4 separate regions of the Sus scrofa genome follow, and all the other regions are linked to region 2. A link is a contact called in public HiChIP or PLAC-seq and promoter capture Hi-C data. All regions are on one chromosome and are shown on one strand. The core of a region is the stretch at or near the end of the contact, and the rest is flanking DNA. Distances in the headings are between cores, read along the strand shown.

Region 1 (2,700 bases), core at 194-2,693, 500 kb after region 2:
GGCTGTTAATTTCCGAGACTAGTGGGTAAGGAATGTTGCCTTCGAATGGAGGAGGGGGCTACAGTTAGGAGAGGGGAGAAAGGTCATGGGTTAGGGGGAGGGGCTCCAAGGTCAGAAGGTTAAGAATACCAGGCGGTTGGTCACAAGGTCCTTCGTGGCTGGGTGATTGCTAAGGGGAATGTGGTGACGGAGTCCGGGCGCTGGCTTGGTTCAGGACAGTTTCAGGAACTCCTGCAGTGTGTTTTGTTCCACAGCCTCCACGAAGAGCTCATAGTCCTGGGGGAGGGGAGGAGAGGAGGTCACCTGTGTCCTAGTATTTTGTCTCAGGTCTGACTCTGGCTGGCAGTCCTCTTACAACATTCCCTTCACCCCCAACCCCTGGGCCCGTACCCCACAGTACTGGTCCCCGTTGACAATCTGGGGTGGGGTGGCCTTGGGGTTGCCCGCCAAGGCTCGCATCTCATCCCGCAGGGCGTTGTCCTGGGAGATGTCCACTAGTTGGTACTGGATGCGCTTCCCATCCAGGATGCGGGTCACCTCGCTCTGCTGGGACTTGATCTGGGGGCAGAGGGCGGGCAAAGGTTAGTGAACAATCTGGAGGTTTTGGGACAGTGGCCAGGAGCTTTTGTTTTCTTGTCCCCCTCCATACCCTAGGGGAGGGCTCTGGCCATTAGGAGTTGGGAGGATGAGTCAGGCTTGTGGTGGTGTGGGATGAGAGAGGGACCACCAACCGTGGGGAGGAGAGTCAGAATGAAGCTAAGTGGGATAAATTCAGGGTGGGGAAGCCAGGAGCTCAGCAAGAAGAAAGCAAGGCATGCCTGAGTGGAGGCTGGTAAGGGGCCACCCCGGCCCCAGGTACACACATAGTGGAGAGGGAGGGCAAGATGAGGACATGGTCAAGGATCAGCCTGGTAGTGGGGGTGCAGAGGACCCAGGAGGCCGGAAGGAGGTGTTCAGTGTTCAGGAAGGGGCCGCGAAGCCTGCCCCCGCAACCCGACTTAGGAGGCCTTGCCCAGCACCTCGCCTCCCCCGCCCTGGGGGCGGGTCCCAGGCGCTGGTCCCGAGCACCAGGACCGCCGCCCGCGCTCTCCCCCAGCGCCGGGCCCACGGCGCGCACTTACTTCGCGGGAGCCGGTGACCGACGTGCTGTAGACGCGCAGGCCGCTCATGCTGCGGGTGGACCGACAGGCCGAGAGACAGGCAGACGGGTAGCGGTAGCAGCAGCTGCACGGCCTGGAGACGAGGCCGCCGCGCTCGGGAGCGGTTTCCTTCCTGCTCAGCCCGCGAGTCACCGCTCTCAGGACCAATGGGCGGCGCAGACAAGCGCGCGGCTGGGGCGGGGCCTGCGCGACCCCGCCCCGCGCACCAGCGGGCCCCTTCCCCTCCCCTTCGGGGTCCCAGAGCGCGGAGGACCCCAGCCCCACGCAGGGCCGTCCCCTCCACTCCTCCCGGTTCTAGGGCTCACAGTGTGAGGCTGCGGATCAACCTGACAGTAGGGTGGGGCAGGGGCAAGGGTTTGGCAAAGGCCTCCTCCTCCGCCTCGCCCGCATTTGCTGCACCCAAGTAGCCACCCCGTGCCACGACAGCGCTGCTCAGGTCCGGGCTTTGAAGTCTCAGCTGTTTTCAAACCTAAAACTCTCCAGCTAGAGGCCTCACCCCAAGGGACCACCGCCCCATTCCCCCAGGGGCCACCCACACAGAGCTAACCCAGCAGGCACACCACAGCAGGGACAGCCCTTGCTTAGACATTTTCCCCAAAGTTCCTCTCTGCTCAGATAGGCAGGTTTAGACGGGTGTAGCAGCAGATGGGGCCACACCCTCAAGGAGCCAGACGGAGATCAAGGTAAGAAAGAGGCTTCTACTTCTGGACTGGGTGGAGGCAGAGGTTGGTGTCAGGACTCCTAAGTCTGGGACCTTGTTAAAGACCCACAGTTGGTCTTGGGGTGGCCCCAGCTTCACCCCAACTCCTTGCTGTAGGTGGTACTTCAAAACTCCAACTCCCAGCAAAATGCAGGGAGTTCAGAAGGAGCAACCAGCCCCACTGGGGTGACTCAGCCATCTGTCTGGGGTTGGACATGACTCCACTCTGAAGTCCTCCCAGGTCCAGGGCTCTGAGAATAACCCAGGAAGACAACCCTAGCTCCTTGAGGCAAACACAGTGCCACTTCCTCAGAGCGACCCACAGGCAGCAGACTTCCTCCTCAGAGGATTACTGAAACTCAATGACAAACTTGCTTCAACTCAGGGCAGCTTCACCCAATCAGAAGTGCCATGGGGAAAGATCTCATCTGTCCCCACAGAATGAAAGAGGAGCAGAAGCAGTAGAGATACAGACACGAGAGGCTTGATCTGCCAAAGTTGCCTCCTTGCTGCTGTTTGGAGAACTTGGCTAAAACCCCATGCTTTGGCTCCAACAAGCCAAAGTAAGGGGTGGAGTACGAGATGATGGTAATAGAAGGCGATGGAAAACTGAGGACTTTGTTAAATTTTTATTTTGTAATCAAAATAGGCAATACAAACCAGTTGACATAACAAGGGTTCATATAAATAACTGCTTATAAATTCTGAGGAAAAATACCCGTGAGCATGGTGGCTGGGCTCCCAATACAGGGTGGAGGCCAATCAGGCAGCTCTGCTTTTAGGAGGCAGAAGTCCAGAGACGGCTGGGTGGGGCTGCTCTAAATGGAAGGGATAAGTCAC
Region 2 (2,700 bases), core at 98-2,597:
CTGATCCGTCCCTCCGCAATAAGTGGAAAAGTCAGGAGGAGTGTCACAGGGGAACTTTATTGAGAGGAAACATGGTCACACCCAGCAGACATGATTTCCCTCTCATCCTCGGTCTTGTTGGCTGCGCAGGCGCGCACACACACTCTAGCGCTCGCGCGCGCTCTCTCGCTCTCGCTCTCTCTCATCTACAGTCTCTGCCACACAGTTCAGCTCTCAGCCACAAGGGTGGGACACTCCTCAATTCCTAAGATCCAGAGGCAGGGGGGCAGGAGCGGGGAATCAGGAGGAAGTGGCTGGGCTCAGGGGAGGGGTCTGGGCGGGGTGCAGAGAGCGGGTCAGGGTGGGACGACCAGTGGTCGGAGCACCTGACAGCTGCAGGAAGCTTGGAATCCTCCGGCTCCAGGTGGCCTCAGCTCTGCTGGTTCCTCTCCGTGGAGCCTTTTTGAGCTGGGGCAGGGCATCTGGGGAGAAGGGTTGGGCTTCCCACCCCATACAAGTCCTCTCTGCCAAGAGTGGGGGACTGGAGCAGGCAGGGCAGGGCAGGGAGGGCGGCGGGTGCGGCTCAGCTCTGGGGCTCCTCAGGCGCCTCGCCCCCCTCTTCCCCGGCGTTGTCGGCGGTCCACAGCGTCAGGTTGTCCCGCAGCAGCTGCATGATGAGGGTGCTGTCTTTGTAGGAGTCCTCGCTGAGAGTGTGCAGGTCAGCCATGGCCTCGTCGAAGGTGGTCTTGGCCAGGGAGATGGCCTCCTCTGGGCTGTTGGCGATCTCATAGTGGAAGACAGAAAAGTTCAGGGCCAGGCCCAGGCGGATGGGGTTGGTGGGTGGCATCTCTTTCTTGCTGATGTCCATGGCCTCCTGGTAGGCGGAGCGGGCTGAGTCGATGATGCGCTTCTTGTCGTCCCCCGTGGCCACCTCGGCCAGGTAACGGTAGTAGTCACCCTTCATTTTCAGGTAGAAGACCCGACTCTCCGCGTCACCGGCCTCCTTGATGAGATGGGTGTTCAGCAAGCCAAGCACCGTGTCACACACACCCCGGAGCTCCTTCTCCACCTTCTCCCGATATTCTCGCACCTCAGGGCCCTTCTCTTCCGAGCCTTCCTCATTGCTCTTCTGCTCAATACTGGACAGGACCCTCCACGCAGCCCGCTGACCACCCACCACATTCTTGTAGGCCACTGAGAGCAGGTTGCGCTCTTCGCAAGACAGCTCCTCACCCTTTTCCACGGCGCTCTTCATGAAGGCTGCCATGTCCTCATAGCGTTCAGCCTGCTCGGCCAACTTGGCCTTCTGGATCACACTGGCTCTCTCCATGGCTCTGGGGACAGACAGATGGGCAGGTGGAGAGCTAACTGGCTGCCTCGGGACCAAGGCCGGATTCTGCGCCTCTCCGGCTGCCTGCCTGCCTTTTGGCTGGAAGGCCAGGCCCGGAGAAGGGTGGGGAGGGGCAGAGGGCGGGCCCAGGACTTGCCTCCCTCTCCTCTCCCCCCTCCCCCCACACCCTTTCCGCCTCTTCCTTAAAGGTAAAAGGGCTGGGATGTGGGGGGGTGAGTCATCCTGACTGTCAGCAGGAGAAATTTGGGCGTTGGCTCCACCTGCACCGATACCTTTCCAGGCTCCAGGCTGCCGCCTCTGGGTCAGGGCTTCCATTATATGGGTGCACACGTTAGGGAGCTGCCCCAGTTTCTCAAATCAGATCCCTCTTCACTGCATCCTTCCTGGGGCTCAGGATGGCTTCAGCTACCTGGCCACTATGGACCTAGGCAGAGCCCATAAAGCCAGGTGCAGGAGAAGGGGGTGCCTAATCTGGCCAGGAGTGGTTCCTCCACTGGTTTAGGTGAAATAACTCATTGTCTAGGTAGGGCTATAGTTTCCCAAGCACCTCATACCCATGGTCTAACTTAATCCCTGCTATCTTGGTGAGATGGGCAGGGCTGTGGCTACTACTCCCACTGTAGAGAGGGGAATACTGAGGCTCAGAGAGGGATGAGATTTGCTCAAGGTCACACAGTTACTAAGTTGGACTTCTCTCCCATTCAGGCTTCTGACTTGTGAGCTCCAGACTGTATTTAGAAGGGAGATGTAGGCTTCTTCTGGAGTCTACCTGAAATGCTTACACCCCACCCCCCAACTCCTCTCTCCCCCTCAGGTCCCATCCCTTCTGAGCTCCCAGAATGCACAGGTGGCAGCTTTCAGGGTGCCACTTAATGAGGTGTTTAACGAGCAGCCTCTGACGCTCCAGCCCAGCCTTTGTAATTAGTCACCCAGTAGGTTTTTTGGATACCTTCCCCATCACAGCACAATTTTCCCTTTCAAGTTGGTGGCCTGTTGCCACTTGTGTGAGGACTTACCCTCTGGCTCTCCACGCCAGGTTACCTGCCACCACCCCCCCCGCCCCGCAAGCCGCCTGCCATCATGTATCAGTGGGGCTCACAGAGGGTGGGGACCCAGCTCACTAGCTGTCCCACTTTCCTGCCTGAATCAGCCTGCCCTTTGTCAGAGGCTAGGAAGAAGGCCGCCTGGGTGCTCAGCCCAGTGCGGCTGCGGGGGGAACTGAGAAAAAGGAGGCAGCCATGACACATGCCATTTTGTTTTAGGGGGCAGCTGTCCCCTCTGAGTGCTCCCTTCCCCAGCCTCTCTCTCAGAAGTTTCCCTGCCCCTTCCCTTTGACCATGGCCCCACCTCTGACCCCTGGCACAGGCCTC
Region 3 (2,700 bases), core at 14-2,513, 280 kb after region 2:
TCTGTGGCCCTGAGAGGCAAGGCACTTGGTGGTTGCCTCAGGTAAGTACCAAGGAGGTGTACTCAGCAGGGGCTATGAGCTGAAGCCAGGGGAAAAGCACCTTGGCTCCCAGGCTCACTGAGGTCCCCATACCCCCTCCCCTCCGCATATCCCCATATCTCCTCTGGAAAGGCAGTATCACCTACCTACTTCCCAGAATGAGGCTGAGGAGAAAGTTTTCTCCACCTGCTGGTTCAGGGGCTTGACCTTGACCCTGGAGGTCAAAGAGCACAGGAAGAGCTGGCCTTTTGCAAGTTTGGAGCCTATCATCTCAGAATCCTCAGAGGGCAGGAAGGAGTTGCTTCTGGAAGAGGCTAGGCAGGCAGAGGCCAAACTCCTCAGGGGCCCAACCCTTCTTATTGGGGGGGGGGGGACAAGAAGCAGCGGCAGCCACCAAGGTCCTCCCCCTCTCCAGGAATAGTCGTCACAAGGACTAAGGGCTTTTCCCCATTCTCTTCTCTACAGCCCGGGGCAGGGGACACAGGTGTTCTCTGACCCTAGCCTGGGGCAAAGAAAACCAAGAGTTTCTGCCCCAGACGGGCCGTGTCACCCCAAATTCCACAACTGCCAGGGTCAAAGGGGCAATCCTTCTAGGGTCAGCAGCGGAAAAGCTGGGAGATCTTCCGGTAGGGCGATGCGCGATGTCAAGGAGAAGTGGGGGGTCCTACGACCCTTGTCTCTTGTAGAATCCGAGACATCTGGCAGCCCGGAGCTGGCCGCCTGGGCTAATGAAGGAAACTCCCACACCTCCCGGTACAGGTCCTAGGTGTAGGGAGAGGTAAGGGGAGGCCAGATCTCAGCGCACCGCGGGATCCCCTCTCCACGCTAAGGGATTTCTCGGCACTTGGCGGAACTGTCCCTCGCTCACACACACCCAGGACATAAGGGGGTGGAGCCGGAGAGGGGCCAAGAGATCGGAGGGCACTCGCGTCCTCGCAGGCGCCCGCCAGGCTCCGGCGGCGCCGCGGGCCGCCCCGCCCCTGTAGGGACCCGGGCTCGCCGGCCGCCAGCGCCCTTCTCCCGCCCAGCTCACTCACCTCCGGGTCCAGCGGCACCAGCTCCATGAGCGGCCAGGGCTCCTTGAGCTGAGCGAGAGGCATCGCGCCGCCGCCAGGCCGCCGGAGCTCCACCGGCGGCGCCGGCTGCGCCGCCTCTCGGGTACCAGGGTCCCCGGCTCTGAGCCCTCGTGCCCCCTCGCCCCAGCAGAGACCCCGGCACTCAGGCTGGGCCGTCCACCACAGCCGCCGCCGCGGCACTCGCACTTCGGCTCCCTCCGTCACCCGGCGCCGCCGCGCCCATTGGCTACCTGCGCGGGGGCGGAGCCAGTAAAGCCACGCCCCAGCCCCCGCGGCGCGGCATTCCCAGCGCAGACCCCCCGCCCCCTCTGCTAGGGGAGTGCTGGCCCCGCCTCCACCGCCAGCCCGGGGTCGGTCTTCTGCTCCGCCCGGGAGAGGTCCGCTTGACTTCTCCCTCTCAGACCTGGTTTCCTCCGCGCTGACCTCTCCAGGGCCACCAATCTCCTCGACTCAGCTCGTTTTGAATTGCTCCTTTTCCCTCCAGCCGCCCTGTTTGCCCTGTTCCCGTCTCCTCCCAACCCCTCCCCCCACACACAGACACACTAAATGACCTGGCCCTGACCCAGGCGGAGGCTGGAAAGGAGCCTGGGCCCTACTGCCCTCATTAGGAGGCCCTAGGACAATCCCCCTTACGGAAGCCGACACTGAGATCCCCTGGGGATCCCAGCGCCCCAACCCCAGGTAAGGTTTCCCCATCATCAGAACCCAGAGTGATGTCTTAATACACAGAATTTCTCCAGAAGCAGGACCAGCTTCTGGCTGATTTGGGCTTGTGCCTCCTCTAAGGAGAGTGGGTACCATGCTCCCAGGATTGACTGACACTGGACTGCCCTTGGAGTAAAAGGCCGGGAGAGAGAGTCTCCCTGGAGAGATTCAGCCTCCACCGAAAGAGGTGCTAGGGGTCCAGGCTTGCTGAGATTTATTCACACGTGGGGGCTTGGAGAGATGGGCTTGTTTTTTTTCATGGGCGAGGAAGAATGGCCATTTACAAAAGCTGTTCTAAAGCAGGACTGTTTCACAGAAGCCTTCTTTCAACCAGGTTTCACCAATGTGTGATTTCCTTGGATCCTCACCACCACCTAGTTTACACATCATAAAACAGTCTCCGAAAGGTATGAGTTACCCAGGGTCACGCAGCAGGTGGGAACAGATTAGGATTTTTAAAAATCAAAGTGCTTGAGAATTTCTCCTAAATTAAGATGCTCCCATGGAGTTCCCATGGTGGCACAGTGGTTAACAAAACCGACAAGGAACCATGATGTTGTGGGTTCAATCCTGGCCTTGCTCAGTGGGTTAAGGATCCCACGTTGCCATGAGCTGTGGTGTAGCTTGCAGACACGGCTCAGACCCCACGTTGCTGTGGTTCTGGCTTAGGCTGGTGGCTACAGCTCCGATTAGGCCCCTAGCCTGGGAACCTCCATATGCCGTGGGTGCGGCCCTAGAAAAGACAAAAATAAAAATAAAAAATAGATGCTGTGGATATAGCAATGAACAAAAGAAAGTCCCTCTTCTCATGGAGTTTACATTCAGTCTAGTGTGATTAGATAAATAATTATAGCTAACATTAACATAGTACTTACTGTGG
Region 4 (2,700 bases), core at 197-2,696, 300 kb after region 2:
CCAGGGATCGAACCCCTTCCTCATGGATAGTCACGTTCCTTAACCACTGAGCCACGACGAGAACTCCAAATCCATAATTTTGTAAGTTTTACATTTAAAAAAAATAAGACACATGAGGCGTTCCCATGTTGCTTCAGCTGATGAAGTACCCAGCGTTGTCACTGCAAAGGCTTGTGTTGCTGCTGTGGTGGAGGTTCAATCCCTGGCCAGGGAACTTCCACATGTCGTAGGTGTGACCCCCCCCCCAAAAAGAACATAAATGAGATAGATGAATTACTTTCACATAAAGAAAAACAACACTGAATGGACCCCGCGTTGCTGTGGCTGTGCTGTAGGCCGGCAGCTACAACTCCGATTTGACCCCCTAGCCTGGGAACCTCCATATGCCACAGTTGGGGCCGAGAAGAAAGGAAAGAAAGGAAAGAAAGGAAAGGAAAGGAAAGGAAAGGAAAGGAAAGGAAAGGAAGGAAGGAAGGAAGGAAGAAAGGAAGAAAGGAAGAAAGGAAGAAAGGAAGGAAGGAAGGAAGGAAGAAAGGAAGAAAGGAAGAAAGGAAGAAAGGAAGGAAGAAAGAAAGAAAGGAAGAAAGAAAGAAAGAAAGGAAGAAAGAAAGGAAGAAAGAAAGGAAGAAAGGAAGGAAGAAAGGAAGAAAGAAAGGAAGAAAGGAAGGAAGAAAGGAAGGAAGAAAGGAAGAAAGAAAGGAAAGAAAGGAAGGAAGAAAGGAAGAAAGGAAGGAAGAAAGAAAGGAAGGAAGAAAGGAAGAAAGGCAGAAAGGAAGGAAGAAAGGAAGAAAGAAAGGAAGAAAGAAAGGAAGAAAGGAAGAAAGAAAGGAAAGAAAGAAAGAAAGAAAGAAAGAAAGAAAGAAAGAAAGAAAGAAAGAAAGAAAAGAAAAACACTGAAGAGGAAAGAAAGAAAAGAAAAACACTGAAGAGGGGAAAAGCGGTGGCGAGGGTGGGGTGGGGTGGTTCCCATTTGTTTCCCGGGCCCACGGCATAACAGCATCAGAAAGCAAAGGACTCTGATTCTGTGAACCTCAGTCCTATGTTAAACCGTTTGAGCTCCTACCAACTACTCCGGTGGGCAGGAAGGGCTAACTGGGCACCCTGTCTTCAGCGGTTTGGGCTGCCCTCCTGTGCCTAGGTACTCTTTTGCAGACTACAACGGAAAGGAGGCAGTTCAAATTGCTCCTCTTTTCTATGCATGGGGACACTTCCAATACCTCTGCAAGTAGAGTAAGGTTTGCAGGAGCCAAGTAAGGGGCAGGGGGTAAAAGGCCCTCGGGCCTGGAGCTCTTTCTAGATGTTTGTGGCCTGAGGCCCCCAAACCACCTCTCTCCCCCAGTCTTGTTAAAACTGAAGATGAGGGCGGGCTCTGCAGGCACTGCAGGGCTTTGCTGAGGTTCTCCGGGTGGGGCCGCCCCGCAGCGAGTGGAGGGAGCTGCTGAGCCCCCAACCACTTGGGGGACAAGTGAGCAGTTCCTGGAAGGTGGGGGAAACGAGTGCCATGGCTATCTCTATAACAACCGGCTGGGGGCCCCCCATCAGCCGTCTCTATAAAAACCATCGCCTACAGATCTAGCCCCCAGATTGAGTCCCAAGATTTCCTGGCCAGTTCCAAGAACCCAGCCCAGAAAGTGGGCGGGGTTCCTGCCGCCTCCTCCTCCCCTCCCCCCTTGGGCCCTTCTCGCTTTTAGGCCCCAAATCCCCGCCCAACTCCAGGACCAGCCCATTCATCTCCCAACACTAGTTGGCCCCGCGCTCGCTCAAACCACCGCCGGTGCGCCCCCAAACTCCTTGTTCTGAGCCTCCCCCACCCCGCCCCATTTCCGCATAGTTCGTGCTCCCGGCACCCCGCGCGCGCCTCGGGTACCTCCTTGGCCCGCGGGAACCGAAGCCCGGAGACTCCGCCCGTCCTAGGCCCCGCCCTAAAGCCCCACCCTGGCACGTGCCCGCGCGGGACCGATAGCCTCTCAGAGCTCCCAAGGTGACCCCTTGGAAGTCAGTCCCTGGCCTTACTATCAACCCCTGGGATCTGCCTTTGAAGGATTGGGAGGGGGGGTTCGCGGCGTTCTGAGAAGTTCAGAAGCGATGCAGGCCCGGAAGCGGAAGCAGAGGGTTGGAGAAGGCCGGACGTCGGGGCAGCGAGGACCACAGAGATCGAGCCCACGCCCACCTCCTTCCCTCCCGGCGGGCACTCTTGGGAGTGGGACTAGACGCTCGGTCTGGGTCGGGAGGGCTCGGAGCCTGAATCTGAGCAAGGGCTGTCCCAGTACCCGCCAGGTGTGCTGCGCGGGACATGCGGCGGGGCGGGGTGGTCCCGGGAGCAATTGGGGGGCGGAGGACTAGTCAAGTGAGCTGTAAGTCCCCGGCCTAGGATCGGGAATCGAGGGTCCAGCCAGAGGGACTGTGGTGAAATTAGGTCCAATGGCTCTCTCTGCCTGAATGCCGTGACTAGTCCTGGCAAGAGTGTGGTGTTGGGGCTCTGCCTCCGTAGCACCTCCTAGGTAGGGCGCGGAGCTTGGCTCTAAACTGCCACCGTGTGGCCGCAAGGAGCAGCGCCTGTCTGGCACCTGGAGACTCCACAGGGCTGGGGCGTGGGACCAGGTCCTGGCAGCTATCTATCCCTCGGGGATACCGGCTTTAGAGGCTCTCTTCCTCCCAAGTTAGGTTCCAGGAATGGGATTGAGGTTGCCGTGGTGGCGT

Evidence for each region. Promoter capture Hi-C pulls out the DNA fragments that hold promoters and counts their contacts. HiChIP or PLAC-seq counts read pairs in DNA pulled down with a chosen protein or histone mark.
Region 1: a promoter capture Hi-C map of fetal liver shows a contact between it and region 2, with 2.8 times the contacts expected there. The contact joins the promoter of SH3BGRL3 here to the promoter of SFN in region 2. A contact is called at or near these places in 1 of 5 promoter capture datasets (fetal liver) and 1 of 2 datasets of contacts at active chromatin or transcription factors (alveolar macrophages).
Region 3: an H3K27ac HiChIP or PLAC-seq map of alveolar macrophages shows a contact between it and region 2. The contact joins the promoter of RPS6KA1 here to the promoter of SFN in region 2. A contact is called at or near these places in 2 of 5 promoter capture datasets (fetal skeletal muscle and liver) and 1 of 2 datasets of contacts at active chromatin or transcription factors (alveolar macrophages).
Region 4: an H3K27ac HiChIP or PLAC-seq map of alveolar macrophages shows a contact between it and region 2. The contact joins the enhancer-like site here to the promoter of SFN in region 2. A contact is called at or near these places in 2 of 5 promoter capture datasets (fetal liver and liver), 14 of 47 Hi-C or Micro-C datasets (alveolar macrophages, blood, brain and 10 more) and 2 of 2 datasets of contacts at active chromatin or transcription factors (alveolar macrophages and skeletal muscle).

The regions. Positions count from the first base shown.
Region 1 is chr6:83,686,216-83,688,915 of Sscrofa11.1, reverse strand. It overlaps SH3BGRL3 (SH3 domain-binding glutamic acid-rich-like protein 3), which reads right to left and starts at 1,443. Exons shown (of 3, transcript XM_021095627.1): 1 at 1,122-1,443; 2 at 391-558; 3 at 1-276. The coding sequence starts at 1,169. The coding sequence ends at 211. CEP85 (centrosomal protein of 85 kDa) reads right to left here. Exons shown (of 15, transcript XM_021095615.1): 14 at 1,122-2,700; 15 at 1-276. It overlaps UBXN11 (UBX domain-containing protein 11), which reads left to right. Exons shown (of 13, transcript XR_002344945.1): 13 at 1-207.
Region 2 is chr6:84,187,168-84,189,867 of Sscrofa11.1, reverse strand. It overlaps SFN (stratifin), which reads right to left and starts at 1,347. Exons shown (of 1, transcript NM_001044564.1): 1 at 44-1,347. The coding sequence starts at 1,309. The coding sequence ends at 563.
Region 3 is chr6:83,903,687-83,906,386 of Sscrofa11.1, reverse strand. It overlaps RPS6KA1 (ribosomal protein S6 kinase A1), which reads right to left and starts at 1,263. Exons shown (of 22, transcript NM_001243214.1): 1 at 1,077-1,263. The coding sequence starts at 1,139.
Region 4 is chr6:83,883,672-83,886,371 of Sscrofa11.1, reverse strand. No RefSeq gene overlaps it. Among named protein-coding and RNA genes, the nearest start is that of RPS6KA1, 20 kb to the left of the region's middle. Within about 2 kb of position 1,446, at least 74 of the 83 cell types and tissues checked have an H3K27ac peak or open chromatin away from gene starts, as enhancers often do. A contact at or near this core is called in alveolar macrophages, brain, embryonic fibroblasts and 7 more, where this site is marked.